Regions from separate parts of the Mus musculus genome. Here region 2 is linked to region 1. A link is a contact called in public HiChIP or PLAC-seq data. All regions are on one chromosome and are shown on one strand. The core of a region is the stretch at or near the end of the contact, and the rest is flanking DNA. Distances in the headings are between cores, read along the strand shown.

The links. HiChIP or PLAC-seq counts read pairs in DNA pulled down with a chosen protein or histone mark.
Region 2: a BATF HiChIP or PLAC-seq map of CD8 T cells shows a contact between it and region 1, with 13 read pairs. The contact joins the promoter of Rftn1 here to the enhancer-like site in region 1. A contact is called at or near these places in 2 of 39 promoter capture datasets (the HPC-7 cell line and pre-B cells), 1 of 15 datasets of contacts at CTCF or cohesin (CD8 T cells), 21 of 484 Hi-C or Micro-C datasets (B cells, CD8 T cells, CD8 central memory T cells and 14 more), 10 of 115 datasets of contacts at active chromatin or transcription factors (CD8 T cells, bone marrow-derived macrophages, effector CD8 T cells and 6 more) and 2 of 9 other capture datasets (adipose tissue and liver).

Annotation. Positions count from the first base shown.
Region 1 is chr17:50,069,034-50,071,733 of GRCm38.p6, forward strand. The region is part of intron 4 of Rftn1 (raftlin lipid raft linker 1); the gene reads right to left. Among named protein-coding and RNA genes, the nearest start is that of Gm52302, 36 kb to the left of the region's middle. Within about 2 kb of position 1,293, at least 63 of the 459 cell types and tissues checked have an H3K27ac peak or open chromatin away from gene starts, as enhancers often do. A contact at or near this core is called in CD8 T cells, CD8 central memory T cells, the HPC-7 cell line and 9 more, where this site is marked.
Region 2 is chr17:50,189,123-50,191,822 of GRCm38.p6, forward strand. Rftn1 (raftlin lipid raft linker 1) reads right to left here and starts at 1,375. Exons shown (of 10, transcript NM_181397.2): 1 at 1,099-1,375.

The sequences.
Region 1 (2,700 bases), core at 43-2,542:
GTCAAGTTTCTACACCAAGCAATGAACAGTTCCATCAAACACCGTTTCTACGGGGAATGCATCTAAATAACTTCTTTTTCAAAATTTTCTATATTTTCACATACTTTTATACATCTACTTCGAATATCCTGCATAACAATCTCTTTTTTACCCCTAGAATAACATCCCTGTCCCCATTACCATCCCTATTCCCCATTTCCTTTGCAATGATGTGGGGAAGCAGCCACAGGCTGCCGCTGGAGGTGTGGATTTAGAAGTGAGTTACATGGAACTTTATTCCGTTTTCTTTCATTTCTCAGCTGCATGTGTGATAGCAGGTGACTTCGGTTTTCTCGCCTTCTGTATGTCACAGTGCCACCCCCACGGTGACAAACTTCCCTAGTTTTCATTCTTTGAAACACAGAAGTCAAGACTGATGTAACAGCTGCATCACTTCAAGTTTAGACTTCTCTCACAAACAGATCAGTTGACTGATGGCAGTGCTCATTTTTAAATAAAAAAAAAAAAGAAAGAAAGAAAAATTGGGAAAAGAATAACCCATTGAATTCTGATGACATCTGTTAAAGAATAGATTAAAAATACGTTAAAAATAGCAACCAACAAATATTGGTAGGGCTGTATGAAGAGCAGAAAGAAGACAGAGCTGTGCCCAGGAGGCTCATGCATAAGGGTCTGAGCCACTGAGACCCAACCGGGGCCAGCATCCTAATCCCTGACCTCTTTGGTATCAGGAGGAATAATTTAAAAACTGAAAGAAAAAGAAAGAAAGGAAAAGAAGAAGAGATGAGAAGAGGGTAACCTACAGGGGGTGGAGCTCCTAAGGCTCTGGCTCTCAGAACTCTCAGAAGAGACCCCGAGTCAACAGCTACAAGACTGACTGCTTCAAGTGTTGGGGAGACAGCAGCAGGCAGCCAAAGCTCTGCCAGGATCAACTCACTCCACTGAGAAGACACCCCAGCCCTCGCACCAGCTTCTCCACTTATCTTTTAGATGACAAATGCCTGGCAGACAGGAGGCTTCACAGAGGGGGGGCTGAGCACCACTGTAGCCGCCCCCAGCTCCCACATGTATTCCCTGACAGTGCATAATTAGCACTCAAAACACGATTGATCCATCTTCTCAAAAGACCACAGACATACCGATAGAAATGATATGTATCGCTTATCTCCTCCCTGCCCCCACTGGTGGTAACAGCAAACATTTGTAACCGGCATGCTGCAAAGTTATCAAGTGGGTACGTGTGATGTGACACCTAACCCAGCCACTGCCAGGGAGGGCTGACTGAACTAACTGCCAACCGCCCAAATGCTGACTAGAGAGGCTCTGAGTTACAGGACAAAGATACTGACTGTTCACGGCCTCCCTTTGCACTTTCTCTTTCTTGGTGTCACCTTTCAACTCCTTCCTATCCAAGGAGGAGGAGTTGCCAGCCTGAGAAACACATGGCTGTCACTTTTACCTTCCTCCAAGTGCCAAGAAACTTGCCATCGGCACAGAGAAGAGAGGCAACACAAGGCAAGTAGCCCAGAGAGCAAAAATAGCAAATGACTCAAGAGCTGACAGGGAGACAGGAGCTACATATATCCCTGTGGTCCTAACACTTATGAAGCCGAGGCAGGAGGATTTCTGCAAGTTCAAAGCCTGTCTGGTCTGCAGAGCAAGTTCCAGGGAAGCCTGAACCACTGTCATTCATGAATGAATAATGAATGAATGAATGAATAAAATTAATAAATAGGACATAAGTTAAAAGCAATAAGAAATACTAGAGTAAACAGAGGTAGGAAAGACTGCTCTGTAAGAAATGAGTGGGGTGGTACCCTACCAGTCCTGCTGCAGGTCACAGCAGTGAAATCAAGTGAAGCCCACTGCCACCCCCTCCCCCACCCCTGCACCCCTTAACACTATATATGTCTCAGCTATGAAGATGCCGAAGGCCTCAAGGGTGGTGAAGGAAGAGCTGAGGAGGGGAGAAAGAGGTTGTCAAACTTATCTGCTGCAGCCAAAGTAGCAATGAAACCGCAGAGGGGAAGGAACAATCTTCATATTGAAATAGATAAAATTAAAAGGGAAGGGGGAATCCAAGGCCATGGTGGTCACCCTAGCAACAGAGACCCAGCCACAGCACCCAGGGACACCAGAAACGAAGCTGGGTTGGCTTTGTGAAGGACATAAGCCTCTGCCCAAACTCCTGTTGCCTTTCCTGGGCAATCCAGAGTGTTATTATATGTGGATGGTTTTATAAACTCAACTCTTTAACAACTCTACAGACATTTTTTTCTTTCAAAGAGGGAATGTCTTGAATATGTCAGGGCTGAAACCAGCCAGTCTGTATAGGCTCTGTAGTGTGTGTGTGTGTGTGAGCGCACGTGAGCACATGTGTGAGTGCAAGATACAGAATCCTAATCCTACCCTCATCCCATTTTTAAAGTGAGAACCATTTTTTAATAGAGAGGGAATCATTTCCTCTTTTATGCTTTTTACAAGCAGGAAACAGTAGACTGTGGAGCCGTGGTGGGTTACTGCCTGCCTGTCAACATTCCACAGGTGGAAAGGTTTTGTTCGTTTGTTTTGTTCTTGTCTTAGAATAGTGTGACAGTTTGGATGAGATGTCCCCCATAGATTTAGATGCTTGAACACTTGGGCCCCCGTTTGTGGTGCCATTTGGGTAGGGTTAGGGGGTGTGACTTTGCGGTTCCAAAA
Region 2 (2,700 bases), core at 125-2,624, 120 kb after region 1:
CCACGGGTATGCTGGGTTCAATGGCCCTACCCATGGGTTTGTAGGCCACTCACATTACACCCTGGGCTTCCTTCCTGGAAAAGGCTTATCCTGAGATGACACTCCATAGTAGCCGTTGGGAGACACCTGTTCTGACCTTAACACCACCACCCACTCCCACCCCACCTCCCTGCGCCCCTTCTGAAAACAGCTGTATGAACAGAGGGTCTGTTGCTGGGCAGTTAGGCAGCCACTCATATACAAAGATCTGTGCCAGATTCTTTTTAAAAAATAGTTTTTGTTTGTAAGCCCCTAAACAAACTCACTCACACCACCCACCGCCCACAGGGGGCAGCTGAGAGCCAGCAGCCAACAGGCATCAGGGAGCACGCGCGGGGCTAACCCTGCCCTCTGCGCGATTCTGGCCTCCAAAGACAGTGATGCCAGTAGACCTGGCGCACTCGCCTGACAGTCAGGCTTCTTTAAATACACACTCCCTCCTCCTCGCCCAGACCCCATGCCCATCCTGGTGTGCCCCATGCCTAGAAAAGTGTGTTACAACAAGGCAAGAAAAAAAATCCCCTTTTCAGAGGAGAAAAGCCCCATTTCTGGTGCCTGGGATTTAGCTCTCAGTATTTCCACCGAGTACCCTCCTGCCTGCTCTCAAGAGTCGCACACCTCTTCCCTGGGTCGAGCCCAGGTCTCCGGGTGCACGTGGGCGGTGGCAACTCCCATCTGCTCCGGGCCCAGTACCCACTAAGGCCCCGGGTCCTGACCCACCTGTAGCCTCCAAGCTCCCCTCCGCGTCCTTCTAGCAGACCTCCGCCTGCGAAGCCCAGGACCCCCAGCAGGCGACCTCTCACCCCAACGCTCTCTCGCTTGTTTGTTTTGCTTTTTTTCCCCCTCTTCATCGGGGGAAAAAAAGTTGGCCCAGAATCTGGCGTCCCATCGATCTGTCCCCATCCCCACGCGACCTGCACCAGGGGGCTCGCCTAACAGCTCCGGAGCCCCCGAGGTGCCACGAGGAGCTGTCGCCTGCTCACCCGGATCCCGGGCCAGCAGAGCCAGCGACCCAGGCCTCTGCGCGCCACCTCGCCGGCCCGCCGCACGCCCACCTACCTTAGGGGACCAGCAGCGGTGACCGTGGCGCGGGCGGAGACAGCGTGCTGTGTCCCGGGATGAAAGTTTGTGCCATGCAGAGCAGGGCGGCGCGCGGACGACGCGACCCCGGGGGTGGGGGCAGAGCGCGGGGCGCGGCCGCTCGCTTGTCGTCTGTCCCTCCGGCGCTGGCCGCACAGGTACCTCTCCAGAGCCAGTGGCCGCCGCGCTCCCGCTCGCTGCGCTCTGCGCCCTGCGCGCTCTGATTCCAGCCCCGCCGCCCCCACTCCACCCCGCGCCGCCGCCGCCGCCTCCGCCGCGCGTCCGCCCGCTACACTTCCTCTTCCTCTGAACTCATGTGCAAAATATGCTGTGCTGCATCTTCTTGGGGGAAGCCGAGCGGCCCCTGGCAGCCCCGCACGAGAGACCCGTCCGCCCCGTGCGTCGCCAGCGCCGCGCAACCGGGCTCTCCCTCCCCCTCCCCCTAACCCCACCTCTCTTTCCCAGGCTTGGGTTTTGGGACCTGCTTAGGAGAGCACCAAGGTGGCAGCCAAAATACTGGGAAGGCGACGGCCATCAACGTGCTGATTGATGGCTAGGGCGGGGAGGAGAGCTAGAAAGAGATCCATTCTGGACCCATTCCACAGGTGGGAACGTCCCCAGGCAGCTTCTGCTCCCAGGTTTATCTCTCCGAAAGTAGTGCTTGGGAAGAGAAATAGTACCACTGGCCTCAGCCTCTTTCCCGACTTTATCCAGGTATCCAAAGGTTTGAGATCCTGATGCAATTGGGTCATCTTAGCCTAGCAAAATGGATTCCCCAATGAGAATCCATAAGGCTGTTCCCTAAAACAGGGCTGCTTTACCATAGTGAAAGTGTGAAATCCTGTCTCCTTGAGGCCAGTAAAACAAAACAGAATTACCGTGCAGGGCTTGAGAGCAGGAACCCTAGAGACAAATGGTCAGGATGGATTGCTGCCTTCTGTCCTTACTTCCCAGTGACTGGGGGTGACTTTGGGCCTGTTCATCGGCCAACCAGCACTTCCTTGTGTCTTATTAAATGGAAAATGCTTGGAAGCGTTCTATAATTCTGCGATTATCGTTATTATCATCATTACCATAAGGGGCTGAGATTTAATTGATTACCCTGTTCTGGTTGGGCAAAGAAGGGTCCTTAGGCATTGGAGCTACACGCGGCAGAGGGCTGGCTGATCTAGACCCTGTGTTTTAATGAGGTCCTTCTGGTACTAGAAACATGCGCGAGGGGGGAGGCAGCACTGCCTGTTTACAGGAACTCCTCTTGTGAGAGCTACTCAGGGATTTTCTTCCCTGTGGCCCTCTCCTACTCCCCCCATCACTCTGCCCCTGAATTGTCTTTTTACTCCTCTGCCTATTTACCCACCCCATCCCGGCATTCCGCCCACTTTTCTCCACATTTCCCTATCCCTAGTTCATGTCTGGAAATAATAAGCCAGGACAGGGGTCCAGGGCACCCCAGTGTTGAACATTTATTTATGAAGTCAAAGGGAGGGAGGGTGCCTTTCCGCTAAAGATCCTGCTGAGACCTGGAAATCAGGACTCTTACACCAGTGTTCAGGACCGTTGATGGTCACTACAGAGAGAAAA